3 separate regions of the Sus scrofa genome follow, and regions 1 and 3 are each linked to region 2. Evidence: chromatin contacts called from public Hi-C and HiChIP or PLAC-seq data. All regions are on one chromosome and are shown on one strand. The core of a region is the stretch at or near the end of the contact, and the rest is flanking DNA. Distances in the headings are between cores, read along the strand shown.

What was found. A called contact is a pair of places that touch in the nucleus more often than the background predicts. HiChIP or PLAC-seq counts read pairs in DNA pulled down with a chosen protein or histone mark.
Region 1: a Hi-C map of skeletal muscle shows a contact between it and region 2, with 2.4 times the contacts expected there. The contact joins the promoter of CLASRP here to the promoter of CLPTM1 in region 2. A contact is called at or near these places in 2 of 5 promoter capture datasets (fetal liver and liver), 4 of 47 Hi-C or Micro-C datasets (epiblast stem cells, liver and skeletal muscle) and 1 of 2 datasets of contacts at active chromatin or transcription factors (alveolar macrophages).
Region 3: a contact with region 2 is called in an H3K27ac HiChIP or PLAC-seq map of alveolar macrophages. The contact joins the promoter of GEMIN7 here to the promoter of CLPTM1 in region 2. A contact is called at or near these places in 2 of 5 promoter capture datasets (fetal liver and liver), 1 of 47 Hi-C or Micro-C datasets (epiblast stem cells) and 1 of 2 datasets of contacts at active chromatin or transcription factors (alveolar macrophages).

The regions. Positions count from the first base shown.
Region 1 is chr6:51,478,008-51,482,376 of Sscrofa11.1, reverse strand. It overlaps CLASRP (CLK4-associating serine/arginine rich protein), which reads right to left and starts at 1,898. Exons shown (of 22, transcript XM_021094518.1): 1 at 1,800-1,898; 2 at 695-822. The coding sequence starts at 793. It overlaps RELB (transcription factor RelB), which reads right to left. Exons shown (of 12, transcript XM_021094521.1): 12 at 2,027-2,844. The coding sequence ends at 2,459.
Region 2 is chr6:51,408,766-51,413,417 of Sscrofa11.1, reverse strand. CLPTM1 (cleft lip and palate transmembrane protein 1) reads right to left here and starts at 1,644. Exons shown (of 18, transcript XM_003127223.6): 1 at 1,558-1,644. The coding sequence starts at 1,629.
Region 3 is chr6:51,505,640-51,510,276 of Sscrofa11.1, reverse strand. GEMIN7 (gem-associated protein 7) reads right to left here and starts at 2,900. Exons shown (of 5, transcript XR_002344688.1): 1 at 2,618-2,900. ZNF296 (zinc finger protein 296) reads left to right here and starts at 1,993. Exons shown (of 3, transcript XM_021094523.1): 1 at 1,993-2,325; 2 at 2,578-2,727. The coding sequence starts at 2,028.

The sequences.
Region 1 (4,369 bases), core at 649-3,148, 69 kb before region 2:
AGTGATGCAGAAGTAAATGGAAATTTCTATATAAATACCACCTGACAGGAGACCTGAACCTAGGACCCCTAGACCGTTTCAAGCTGGGGTTTCCAGGGCAAGTCACAATTAAGCAGGTGAGAGGAGGCCCTATGGGCTCAACACCCTGTGGTGACAGAAATGGAAAAAAGGCCAGCAGAGCTACCTAAGGATGACGCTGAGAGACCAGGAGAGGCCAGACCACAAGGGCCTTTTGGGTCACAGGATGGAGTGTGGTCTTTTCTCCAAAAGCAACTGAGGCATCAAACAAGGGAGGGAAATGGTCCGAGTTCACCTAGTGACTGTCCAGGGCACTGCTTTGGGTGCCAAGTCAAACCCCGAGAACAGCTGAGCTCTTCCGGGCACTGGGAATACAGCAATAAGCAAGACAGACAACATTCTGGAGGTGGCCAATCTTCTGTCTGGACTGCTCTGAGTGTTAGACTTTCCTTCTTCCTGCTGGCACCTGCTCTGTACTCGAATCCACACCAAACAGCACAGTATACGCCAATAAACTGAATGCCTCAGGTTTTAGTGACGATCATGCTCCAAAAAATGAATTTCTCTTGGGGATACTGGGCTCTTGGCTTCATCTATTTCCAAGCCCAAATCTTACCAGGATGACCAAGGCCCCGCCCTCCTGGGGAGCTCCCAGCCCAGATTAAAGGTTACTCACGATCTTCTCATAGTACTCTCGCCGCCGCTCTGCCCTCTTCTTGTAGTCCACCATCATGCCTCGAAGCTTCCGCTCATGCTTCCGAGCCTCGTGCCACATCGTGGTGAGGCCAAGAGTAGGGCCTCAACCTGAGGGATGAGGGGAGGGGTGTGAGATGGGCTGGAAAAACCATATGGACAGAATCAAAGTTACCTAACAAGATGGTGACAGAGCTGATCCTGAACATCAGCTTCAGAACTGTGTGCCAGATGCTCAGCCGGATACTGGACCACTCTGGTCCAGTGGCTTGGCCATCGTGAACCCGCCCCCCTGCCCCCCCCGGGGTTATTCTGGAGTGAGCCTCCCTGGGAAAGGGGTATCCTCTATTCAAGGAGCCAGAATCAAGGATGAGAGATTTTGGAGTGGAAAGAGCAAGTGTTTGAAGTAGATCTGGGCGCAGATCTTGAGCAGCTGGGGCTAGAGCCCAAGGGAGGGGGAGAACTGAAACGGCTCCCATCAGAGCCATCCGTGGGGATGGGGTGCAGGGCCCTGGAGATGTAGGCAGGTGGGGGAAGAGTAGAAAGATTTTATGGGAACAGAGCAGTAGTTTGAAGATGGGGTCGAGGGCAAGTGAAGGGCGTGAACGGAAGACACTTAGGGGAGGAAGGGGAGCACGGGGGAGTGCTGAAAGGAAAAGCCTGAGTGCCGGTGAGGTCTAAAGAAGGAATCGAAATCGGGGGTGGGGGCCGGGGATGGTACAGAGATCGAGCGCGCAGACAGGAAGGGGTGGGCTGAGCTTAGGGGGAAGGCTGGTGGATCGGGCAGAGCCCCGAGGATCTGGACAGGGCTCGAACGTCGGGTCTGGACCTGAAGGTTCGGGTTAAGTTTTTTTGACAAGGGGGCGGGACCTGTGGCAAGCTGCGGGTCTGACGGCGCGAGTTCGGGCCGATGGCGGGGGCAGGGCGAGGCCTGAGGCCCGGCAAGCAGACGGGGTGCGGGGCGGGCGGCCCTCGGGGCCAGGGCCGAGCGGAGGTTCACAGCAGAACGGAGAGAGGCTGAGGCAAGGGCGAAGCTGGGCTGACGTCTACCAGAAGCCAGGAGACCGGGGCCCGCCGCCTGCACTCACCGGCTCGTCGCCGCCTCCCACCTCTGCGCTCTCGCGCGGCCCGCACCGGAAACGGAAGTGGGCGGTGGAGGGGAAGGGGGACACGGTGCGGCGGAGGCGCGCTTCCGCCGACGCGAGGGGCGGGTCCAAGGTTAGGGTGTGGACGGAGGGGCGGGGCCTGGAGGAGGGCGGAGCGGAACCGAGAGCCAAGGGACTTTGTACCCAAGGAGCCGGGGAATTTTCTCAAGTGCAGAAGAGATGAGACCCCCCCCGGGCTCAAAAATTCGTCTTTATTGGGAAGACTGTGAACAATTACCCCCCCCACCTTCAGGCGTGGGGAGGGAGGGCTAGGGATCTGCGCCCCCCTCCCCTATTTACACTTTAGAATCCGCCGGGAGAAGGCACCCCAGCTGAGGCAACTTTAAAGAGCTAGTATTTGGAAGCCAAACCCCTTTTCCTCTCCAGACTCAGTTTTCTCATTTGTAAAATGGGCTCAAGGGAAACCGATGCTACGGCGTTTCTCTCCAGCACTGAAGATGTCCGATTAGGAAGGATGAGGACGTCGGAAGACGGACCAAGGGCAGCCCAAGGGGATGGGGGTGCTGGACATCCCGGTTGGGTTTGCACGGCCCCTTCCACCACCCTCCCCACCCAGTGCCTCTCCTCCAGTGCCGCAGGGGCTACGTGGCCTCAGGCCCGGGGGACAGGAGGCCGCTTCCAAAGCCCCCCTCGCGGTACTGGTTGGGGAACATGTTGCTGCCCACGAGGCTGGCAGTGCCTCCATCCCCGGAGCCCGGGGCCTGGTACGAGTCCAGCGTCAGCGGCTCAGGGCCCGGGGGCTCCGCGACCGGGGCCCCTGCCCCCCCGTTGCCCGCGACAGCGCTGGAGAGTGGTGGCGCTGGGGGCAGCATGTCCAGCATGGTGAAGAGTGTGGGGGCAGCAGGGTCATAGGCAAAACCATCGTCCAGGAGATCCGGCCCGCCGGGGGGCTCCAGGCCAGGGAGGGATACAGTGCCTGGGAAGAAGTCTGTGTCTGGCAGCAGCGCTGACGGTGGGAGGAACGGGCCTGCAGGGAGGAGGAGAAAGAAGGAAATAGGGTGGACTTTGAGGATCAGCCTCCTGCCGGGTCCTAACTCAAATGCCCAGTCTGTTACTAAATGCATTTTCAGTGCAGTCTCCATTAATGTCAAGAAGAAAACCCTCAGTAAAAGCTATCACCATTCTCTCTTTTTTCTCTTTTTGGTTACCATAAAATTTTTTTTGAGGTATAGCTGATGTACAATATTGTATGTTTCCAGTGCACAACACAGTGATTCACAATTTTTTAAGGTTATATTCCACAGTTATTATAAAATTCCCTGGACTGCACAATATGTCCTTGTGCTTATTTTTATTTTTTAAATTTTATTTATTTATTTTTGCTTCTTAGGGCCGCACCTGCAGCATATGGAAGTTCCCAAGCTAGGGGTCCAATCAGAGCTACAGCCGTCGGCCACAGCCACAGCCATAGCAACACAGGATCCAAGCCATGTCTGTGATCTACACCACAGCTCATGGCAATGCCAGATCCCTGACCTGCTGAGCGAGGCCAGGGATCAAACCCAAATCCGCATGGACTCGAGTCAGATTCGTTTCCGCTGCACGACACTGGGAAGTCCCTATTTATTTTATACATAGTGGTTTGTACCTCTTAATCCCCTACCCTCTCTTCTCCCTCCCCCCTGCCCTCTCCCAGCTGGTAACCACTAGTTCTCTATATATCTGTGAATCTGCTTCTTTTTTTATTTTCACTAGCTTGTTTTCTTTTTTAGATTTCACATGTAAGTGATATCATACAGTCTTTGTCTTCCTCTGATTTATTTCACTAAGCATAATATCCTCCAAGTCTATCCATGTTGTTGCAAAGGGCAATTTTTCACTTTTTATGGCGAGTAGTATTCCATCGTGTATATATACCATATCTTCTTTATCCATTCAGTTGTTGATGGGAACTTAAGTTGCTTACATATCCTGGCTATTGTAAATAGTGCTGCTATGAACCCTGGAGTTCATGTATTTTTTTTCTGAATTAGTGGAGTGGAATTGCTGGTTCGTATGGTATTTGCAAGTGAGATGCCAAATCAGGGGTTAGTATCCAAAATATATAAATAGTTCATACAACTCAACATCATAAAAACAACTGATTTAAAAATGGGCAGAAGACCTGACAGACATTTTTCCAAAGAAGAGATACAGATGGCCGACAGGCACATGAAAAGATGTTCAACATCGTTAACCATCAGAGAAATGCAAATCAAAACCACAATGAGATATCACCTCACACCTGTCAGAAGGGCTATCGGCAAAAAGACACAAATAACAAAGGTTGGCCAGGCTGTGGAGAAAAGGGAACCCTCCTACACTGTTGGAGGGCGTGTAAATTAATGCAGCCACTGGGCAAAGCAGTGTGGGGGTTCCTCAAAGCAGTAAAAATAGGACCATTCTTATTTAATAAGCAAACAGGCAAAATAAGTCACAGTCCACAGGCAAGTCATAGAACCAGGGTTGAGACCACACTCCTGCAGGGCTAGGGGGTTTTCCCCAAGAATGAG
Region 2 (4,652 bases), core at 395-2,894:
CAGGACTGCCCCCTACAACGAAGAATTATCCAACCCCAAATGTCAACAGTGCTGATGCTGAGAAATCCTAGTCTAAAGCAAAAAGGCAGATCATGCAAAGCCTTGATCTGCCAAAGAATTCATACTTAATCCTGAAAGCAAAGGCGTTAAGTCTTGAAAGACGATACGGAGAAATGGGACAGGAGGAGATCTGGGGGCCAAGGGGGTGTCTCTGTAAACTCAGGGCATCAGGGCACCCTGAGACCTAGTCTCTCTGACCACCTCCCACCCAGTAATCAACAGACACTCAAGAGGAAGAAAGACCTTCTTTTAGTGAGACTGGAAGGCCCCTGAAGTTAGGGGCTGAGTCTTCACTCTAGCCCTCACTCAACAAACACTTCCTAAGGGTGCCCCAAGGACCAGGCCCTGGATGAGGATGCTGAAAAGATCCAGACCAGGAATGGTGGCTCTGCCACACAATTCTCACCCCAGTGTCTTCCCCAGGTGACATTATTTGCCCCTCCTCTGGGCTCCTGCAGTCCCTGATAAAGACTTTGTGCCATCACCCTTGTCAGTCAGGACTATCATTCTTTGTTTACACGCTAGTCCCTTCCTCAGTAGAGTGAGAGAGAAAACACCAAAGGGCTGGCCCTCCTGTCCAACCCCTCCATGTACCCCTGGAGAACTGAAGGTCCAAAGGGGAAAAGGTACTTGCCCAAGGTCACATAGAGTCAGCTTCGTTCCCCCCACCCAACCTGCACTCCTCTCCCCCAGCTGCCTCCCACGTGTCAGTGACATCCTAGTGGGTGGGTCGGCAGCACCTGGCTGTCACTCCATTGATTCCCTAAATGGCTGAAGGATGGCTGCCTGAACTAGTATGTTCTGCAGCCTCAGTTTAGTTTAAGTGGCAATGGGTCAGAAGCCATCAGCACCAGGACTAAGTCCCCCATAGGGCTAATTTATGCTGCAAATACACCTAGCTCAGCCCCCACTACCCTGTTTCAGCAATGTCTGGTAAGTTCTAAAGGAAACGGCCCCCAAATCTAACCTGGGTGACCTTCTGCAAGCACCTTCCTTACTCTGCTCTTTAGACTCCTGTCTGTAAAATGGGTCTGTTCAGCGCGTGCCCTTAACCCATGACGGTCACCTAACTTCCCCAGACTTAGAAAACTCCCAAGTAATCAATCATTGCCCATACCTCGGGCACCGAGAAAAAGACCCCGTGAACGCCAGCCCACTGTGAGAACGGTCTTGGAGCCCAGGATCGCGGAGTCAGGAGAGAACCCAAGGCGCCTGGGTACAAGTCTGCGCCCCTCCGCGCCACTGTCTCTTTGGCTCGAGCAACGAGCCGGGTGGTAGCCCGGCGCGAGCGTGCAGGGGACCCGGCGCGCAACAGGGCCCCGGTCCCCGCACTGTCCGGCCTCCCGGATCGCCCGGCCCCGCCTGGGCCCTGTATTCAAGGTCCCTCTGGGCAAGGAGCCCCCAATGCACGGGATTCCGTGAATAGAGGCAGGACACGCCCCGTGGGAGGCCCCCCGAGTGGGGAAGAACCCCTCAGGCCCCTCTCGGCCTCCGTACCTGACCGGAGCCGCCTCCCCCGGCCGCCACTACGGCGCTGCCGGCCCCGTCCGCCTCCTGCGCCGCCGCCATCTTCCCGCTCCGGGTCCCCGCCCCCGCCGTCAGCCCCGCCCCATCCCCGACGGCGCCAGCGCGATCGCGCGAGATTTCACGCTTTGCCCGACCTGCCGGCCACCGTATCCGGCAAGAGCGCTTCAGCCACCCTCTCAGAAGCCGCTTCCGGTTACGGAAGGGCGAACCAGGCCACCGTAACACCCCCTCCTTCCCGTTGCAACCTGAGTATTTTCACCTGGTGGGCACTGCGTGCCCCGAGCGCCCCAGACTTCTTTGGCCAATATGTGTGCTTCCCACAGCTTCCATTCTTTCTGTCCTCTCCCCCCAACAACCCCGCCTCTTCCAGTTAATATCATCCTCGCCGATTCTTGAGCACTTTCCTTTCCAAGTTTCTTGGGCTTTCCCGGCCACCGTAACCCTTCAAGGTGCTCTGCTTGAATCACGCCCCTGCTGCGTTAAAGGAACTTTACTGGCCTCCTTACCGAAGACTCGGAGGGCAGAGGCTTTGGTCAGTGACCTCGCTTCCTTTTTTTTTTTTTTTTTTTTTTCTTTTAGGGCCGCATCCGGGCATATGGAGGTTCCCAGGCTAGGGGTCAAATCGGAGCTACAGCCGCCGGCCTACACCACAGCCACAGCAACACCAGATCCGAGCCGCGTCTGTGATCCACACCATAGCTCACGGCCACACCGGATCCCGGACCTACTAAGCGAGGCCAGCGATCGAACCGCAACCTCATGGATACTAGTCAGATTCGTTTCCGCTGAGCCACAACGGGAACTCCTGGCCTCTCTTCTCAACACTGCCTTTTCCTGTGTTAAGTCTCTCTAGGTTATAATCCTGTGCATTGAGTTACTATTTCAGCGTTCTCACGTCACCACACTTCCAAATTGGACCCTGTCAGCGCTTCCCTAAGTCTTCGGGAGGCCTGGCTTAATGCGCACGCGCGTTCCTTTGCGGTCTTTGCTTTCTAGCAAATCTCGCAGCTGTGGACTCGCAGTTTCCAGCGTTCTGAGAACTTCATGTCTTTTCTTTAGCTATTTTCCTACAGCCCCAGGCCCGAACACGTGTTGAGACCCTTGGCCCAAGGAGGAGTTATAGAGGCCCAGAGAGGACGGAAGACTCAGCGGTTTTTAAAACTTCACCAGTGAATTGGGTGGAAGTCGGACCTGGGTTCAAACTTTGGTTGTGCTACTGCCCGGCTAAATGATCCTTGACAAATAACCTATCTCTTTGGGCCTCATTTTCTTCCTCTTTTACAAACTGGGCATTATAATCATACCCCCTCTTCCTTCACCCCTTTGCTCCGTGGGGTTATTGGAAAGACTCAGATTAAGAATGTAAAGCACCTGGCCGCTTAGTAAATAATATCACACGCCGTTAACTACGTATTACCTGGAAAGGAGACCAGATTTAGCACTGAAATGTTCTAGTTATTTATTTTTCATTTTACTAGATAGATATAAATACATAAACTGTAGATACACCCTCCTCGACTTTCCTCAAGGTCTCAACTCAATAGTATTGTCCCTCCTCGAGGAGTGCCCTCACAGCCCCAGACTGGGTGTGGCCTCGCCTCCCAGTCCTCCCAGATCCCTGGACTGCCCGCTCCGCCCCTGCCCACTTTGCTTCATCCCTGACAGCGGCAGGTGTGTCTTGGAACTTCTCTTACAGATAACAATGGTAGTGGTAACAATTCTGTGAAGTTGTAGGGCCGGTCTTCAAGTCTAAAGGTGAAACAAGGAGTTCCCTGGTGGCCAAGTAAGTTAAGGATCCTGCACTGTCACTGCAGGGACTCAGGTCACTGCTGTGGTGCAGCTTTGATCCCTGGTCCGGGAACTTCTGCATGCTGCTGGTGTAGCTAAATAAATAAATTGAATAAAGGTGAGGTCCCGTCATGGTGCAGCAGAAATGAATCCGACTAGGAACCATGAGGTCTCGGGTTCGATCCTTGGCCTCTCTCAGCGGGTTTAGGATCTGGCGTTGCCGTGAGCTGTGGTGTAGGTTACAGACATGGCTTAGATCCGGCGTTGCTGTGGCTGTGGTGCAGGCCGGCAGCTGTAGCTCTGATGAGACCCCTAGCCTGGGAACCTCCCATATGCCATGGGTGTGGCCCTAGAAAAGACAAAAGACTAAATAAATAAATGTGAAATGAGCATACTGATTAAATCCCGCAGAAGGCAGGCAGATTTGAGATTTTGTGGGACTCTTTCTTAAAGGTACAGAATTATATGTACAAATTTATTTATTTTTTTCTTTTTAGGGCCACATCCATGGCATATGGAAATTCCCAGGCTAGAGATCTGTCTAATCGCAGCTGTAGCTGCCACCCTGCACCACAGCCACAGCAACTTGGGATCCGAGCTGCGTCTGCAACCTACATCACAGCAGCACTGGATCATTAACCCACTGAGCGAGGCCAGGGATCGAACCCACAACCTCATGGTTCCTCATCGGATTTGTTTCCACTACGCCATGATGGGAACTCCTATTCTCCCTTTTTTTTTTTTTTTTTTTTTTTTTTGGTCTTTTTGCCATTTCTAGGGCCGCTCCCTCGGCATATGGAGGTTCCCAGGCCAGGGGTCTAATCAGAGCTGTAGCTGCTGGCCTACACCAGAGCCACAGCAACTCGGGATCCAAGCTGCATCTGTAACCTACACCACAGCTTGCGGCAACGCCGGATCCTTAACCCACTGAGCAAGGCCAGGGACCGAACCCGCAACCTCATGGTTCCTCGTCGGATTCGTTAACCACTGCGCCACGACAAGAACTCCCTATTCTCCCATTTCTAACAGAGCATCACAGGCCAGACCCGCTCTGCACTCCACTAGGGGACGCCCAACACCCAGAAGCTGTGATTTCAGGTTCTAAAGGAATAGAGGGCTGGGGAACCGGAATTTCTGGGTCCTGAGGAGAATGGGTTGGGGGTCCTCAGTTCTGGGGGAGGAGGAGTCTGGGGGCCTGGACTCCTGGGGTCCTGAAGGGAGTGGGACTGGGGTGGAGGCTGAGAACGGAAGGAGGAGTCTGGGAAGGGCACCAGGAT
Region 3 (4,637 bases), core at 1,651-4,150, 96 kb before region 2:
CAAAGGGGAAACTGAGGCCCTGAAAGGCAAAATGTCTGGCCTGAGCTAGAAACTCGCTGCTCTGGGCTCAGAAGTCATTTTTGCCACAGGTTTCACTAAGGGAGGGAGTCGGGGGTGGCTTGTGGCCATCTGCTTCCCCTCAGATCCCCAAGACCTAGTGCCTGGTACACAGACCCTCTGCAAATAGCTACTGAAAGAATGCACATAGGTTCGGGTCTTTGGAACATGATCCGCCGGTTCTCCTTGCCTGGACCTGCAATAAACTTTTCTCTGCTCCATAAATAAATAAATTCATAAATAAATAAAGCAGGCACATAGCGGGAGCTCAATACACAACTTGCTAACTAAATTGTGAACAGTTAGGGGCTCTATTTGTGAAGAAGACAGACTTGGGCCTGCCCTCTCAGAACCTATAATCTAGGGAGGCTGAGAGGAACAGATTAGGTTAGCACAGGAGCAAATGCATCAAGTTCTTCCAGGCTTGAGAAGGAGGTGAAAAGAATAAAATAAGAGCAAGGGGCTAGCAGGTGGCAGGGTTGGGGAAGCTTCTTTAATGGGAGGTGGGGCGGGGGGGGGGGGAGGGGGGGAGGACTGGCTTGAAGTAGAAGCCACCTCCAGAGACAGATGGGAAACCTGAGGCCAGGAGGGAACCAGGGACAGATGGAGGTCATGGTGTGTAAATTGTAAGGCCCTGGGCAGGGTGGGGCTACTTTAGATACTGTGGTCAGGGAGGTCCTCTGCTCCTGGGAGGACAATTGAGCTGAGACCTGAATAACAATATGAGAAACCCTCAGGCCTGCAGGAGATTAGCATGTGCAATTCCCTCGGAGCTGGGCTCGGGACACTCCGGGGAGGACTGACCCTGGCCCTGACCTCAGGGGGCTTGTGTTGGGGGGAGGGGCGAGAGGACAGTAAACAAACAGCTCTAGATCACGATGCGGTCGGTGCCAGGAAGAAAAGAAAACTTGCAGGGTTGGAGGGTGGGGCAGGGTGTTGATGCCACTTCAAATAGCGATCAGAGAGCGCTGCTTGGGAGGAGGGAAGTTCCAGGAGGCCCCAGCTGAGCAGGGAGGCAAGACTGTGGGCTATTTGGTTCTCCTGGGGATTCCAGGTCTAGGAGCAGAGTGGATATATGCGATCACAGCCCTTCTCTGCTCAAAACTCTCCCGAGGCTCCCGGCTCAGAAAACCAGAAGACCTTAAAGCGGTCAAGAGATCTGACTTGGATCTGACTGCATTTTCTCACAGAACTCAATCAATAGAAACTTAATCAGTACAGAGCCCACACCACGCCCCCCTTCCAATACCCAAGACCGGCTGGCTTAGGTCTCAAACTCCATCGTGCTTTTTCCCTGGCATGGGGAAAAAAATTGAACCCCGCCCCCACATTCCATAATCCTGTCCCTTTGTAACCCTTCCTGGCTTGATTTTGTTCCGTGGCCCTTGCCATCCTGGAAGGCACTCTGTGTTTTACCTAGCTATCACCTTGAGAGTCTTGTCTCCCTGAACAATAAACTAAGCCCAAGGCCACGGTTATTGACGGTCTCGTTCCCCGTGGCAGCCTCAGTGCTTAGTCCAGAACCTGGCGCACAGTAGGCGCTCAATCGCTGTTTGCCCAAGGAATTTTTATTGTAATCCGTCTGATGGAATAGACCAGACGACTCTCGGCGCCTGGTTAGGAAAGTGGCCCCTACCGTATTCTCGCGTGGGCGTGTGGGCGCACACCTTGTGCCTCAGTTTCCATCATCTCGAAAACGAGATCAGGAAGAGCTGTTTGTGTCCGTGATCGCGTCAACTTGATAAGGTTTGGTCATTTAGCCAAACGCAGTGGGCACGGTCGCGATTGAGTTAGGCTGAGGGTGGGGCAGTCCCCTTCCGCCAGGCCCCGCCTCGGTGGGCGGAGCCACGGGCCGGGCCAGCACGTGTAAGAGTTCGCGGCGGGTCGCCGCAGTCACTCACCTGGACGCCTCGGTCTGAGCGCGCACGGCCTGTGCGTCCTCCGCCCGCCAGTCCGCCTGCCCGTGACCCATGTCCCGCCGCAAGGCCGGCTGCACGCCCCGCCGAATAGACCCCGCGCCCGCCGCCAACCCAGACGACGAGACGGAGATGCCAGACCTCGTCATCTGCGTGAAGCCCGAGCCGGACGCGCGGCCCCTACAGGCCCCGGGGCTGGGGCCCTTCAACCCGAAGGAAGTGCCCGCGCCGGGGCTGTCGGAGGGCGAATCCCGCCACCCCCACGGCCCCGTGCCCGCCGCCGGCCTCATCCACGCTCTCGGCCTGCGCAGCCAGTGCGCGGCGTGGACGCCGCTGACCCCGAACCCTCAGGGTGAGCGCCGCCTGCCCCTGCTCCGGGCCCACCTCCCCTCCCCTCTCCCGGGTGGGGCCTCCTTCTGGGGGCACAGACGCCGGTGCGCCCCCCAACCCCCCGCCCCCGCGGCTCCTGCCCCTTCCCTATTTTCCTTGCCGGGTCCTGGGCTCCAGCCCCCGGGTTTTGACCTTCGGGTTTCCCCTCTGCCTCGGAACCCCCAGCCCCCATCCTGGCCCCACCCCACGCTCACCACCCGCTTCCTCCCTGCAGACCGCCAGCCGTGGACCGACAAACACCCAGATCTGTTGACCTGTGGCCGCTGCACGCAGACCTTCCCGTTGGAGGCCATCACTGCTTTCATGGACCACAAGAAGCTGGGCTGTCAGCTCTTCAGAGGCCCCAGCCCCAGCCAGGGCTCAGGTGAGTAAAGCCGGGATGCAGTCCTGGTCTCAAGTTCAAGGGCCCGGCTTCCTGTGGGAGAAGGGGCTGCGCTGGACAGGCGGGGCAGTGAGCACTACTTCCCCTTTCTGGCTCCCCGCCGGGTGCAGCCTAGGCGTGGCCAGGGCCTGCCCTGTCCTAGGGCTGGGACTACAGTGGTAGTGAGGGGGGGGCGGGGGCGGGCTGGGCAGGGAGGGAGGGCCACCCATAGGGTGTGGCCAGCCCCAGAAGACTGGTCGGGGATTTGCCATACACACACACACACACCCCCAATCTGGTTTCACTTCTCCTTCCCCTTGGCCAGAAATAACTGCCCAGGTGGCTGGACCAGTGTGGCAGTAGGGGGGACCTCTGGGGAGGGCAGTGGCCATGGGGGAAGGGAGCTGAGGCCAGCTGGACTGGGGGTGTTGTCTACCCCTCCCACCTCCTTATCACTTCTGATCGAGGCCCTGGGCACTTGCTCAGAGCTGGGGAAGGGGCTTCTGGTTTCCTTCCCTGATGGAATCTCCCAGCCCTGCATGCTGGGAAGCCCCCGTTTTGAGCCAGGTCCTCCCTGGTGTTCTGGATACCTGGGTTCCTCCTCTAGGGTGGGAATTAAAACCCTTAACTTGGTACCAAATGAGCTTAGCTTTCCTTTCCGGGTCAGTGCTGATCATGTGGGGCTTATGGCCCCTAGGGTGTGCTCCTGGGATTTGTGAGAGATGGAATTATATTCAGGGCTGGGCCAGGGAGAGGGTCCTGTAGTGGGAGAGGGGAAGAGGGATTGCATTGGCAATGGCTCCATTGGCCCTGGCTCCATTGGGCGGCTGTAAGAGTTAGAGCAGAGTTAGATCCAGAGCAGGGAGGGTGGCCCTCCAGGTGGGTGGGCGGGCAAGGGAGGGGCTGTGATGGAATGGGTGGAACAAAAACACTGTAGGTAGCATGTGGACCTGGGAGAGTGATGGAGCCTCAGCTAATGTTTACCGAGGCTTGATGAACTCAAAGTCAACTGTTGTCCATTTGAGGTCCAGGCACTCCAAAGGGAGAAGACCCCTGGGAGCCTAGCAAATGAGGAAAGTGAGGCAGAGAGGGTATCTCTCGCCCAAGGTCACGCTAGGGAGGAGGAGAGCCAGCTGGAAGTCAGGCCAGGCTGACCCTCTCCGACCCCCACCTGTGCTCTTGACCCTGGTGTCGCATCAGGAAAGCTACCCCCCCACCCCCCATCCAAGACTGTCTAGCATTCCAAAAATACAGGTGAGTCCATCTAGGAAGTACCTTACTGATGGTACCTGGAGGAGCCAGAGAAAACGTCCACTTGGACCGGGCTCTCAACTCAGGTTCCACGCAAAGGGCAGGGGACCTAGTTCACTACCCGTCACCCCTCTAGGTGGCTGCTAAGCCTCCTCCCCATCTAGACCTTAGCCCCCTCTTCTGCAAGGCAGGAAAGGGGGATCACGCGTGGAACCCGGGAGCTCAGGGCCTGGCACAGAAACCCACTTAGTCATCAAGAGCTGTTTTTTTTATTAAGCCGTTAATTTTTCTTGCAAAGCTCTTGTCTCTCACTCCTCAGGTTTCTGGATTGAAATCCCAGCTCCACCCCCCTTTCAAGCTGTGTGACCTTGGGGCAAGCAGCTGTCTGCCTCAGTGTTCCTGTCTGGAGAATGGAGGTCTTGTATTTCCTGTCCTGAAGGAAAGCCCGGGGAGGAAGCTGAGCAGGGCCTGTGCCTAGCATGCTGAACTGGGTCACCTCTTCAGCAAGGCCCTCCGGACCCCAGGATAAAACAGCATTCATGGTCCATCCCTCTGCTCTCACTTTTTCTTGAAGATTTTTCAAGGAGAATCCCCACGTACTCACCATCCGCTCTGTGGATTTTCCTTGCCTCCTGTCTGTCCCCCCACCTCTCTGAGCATCA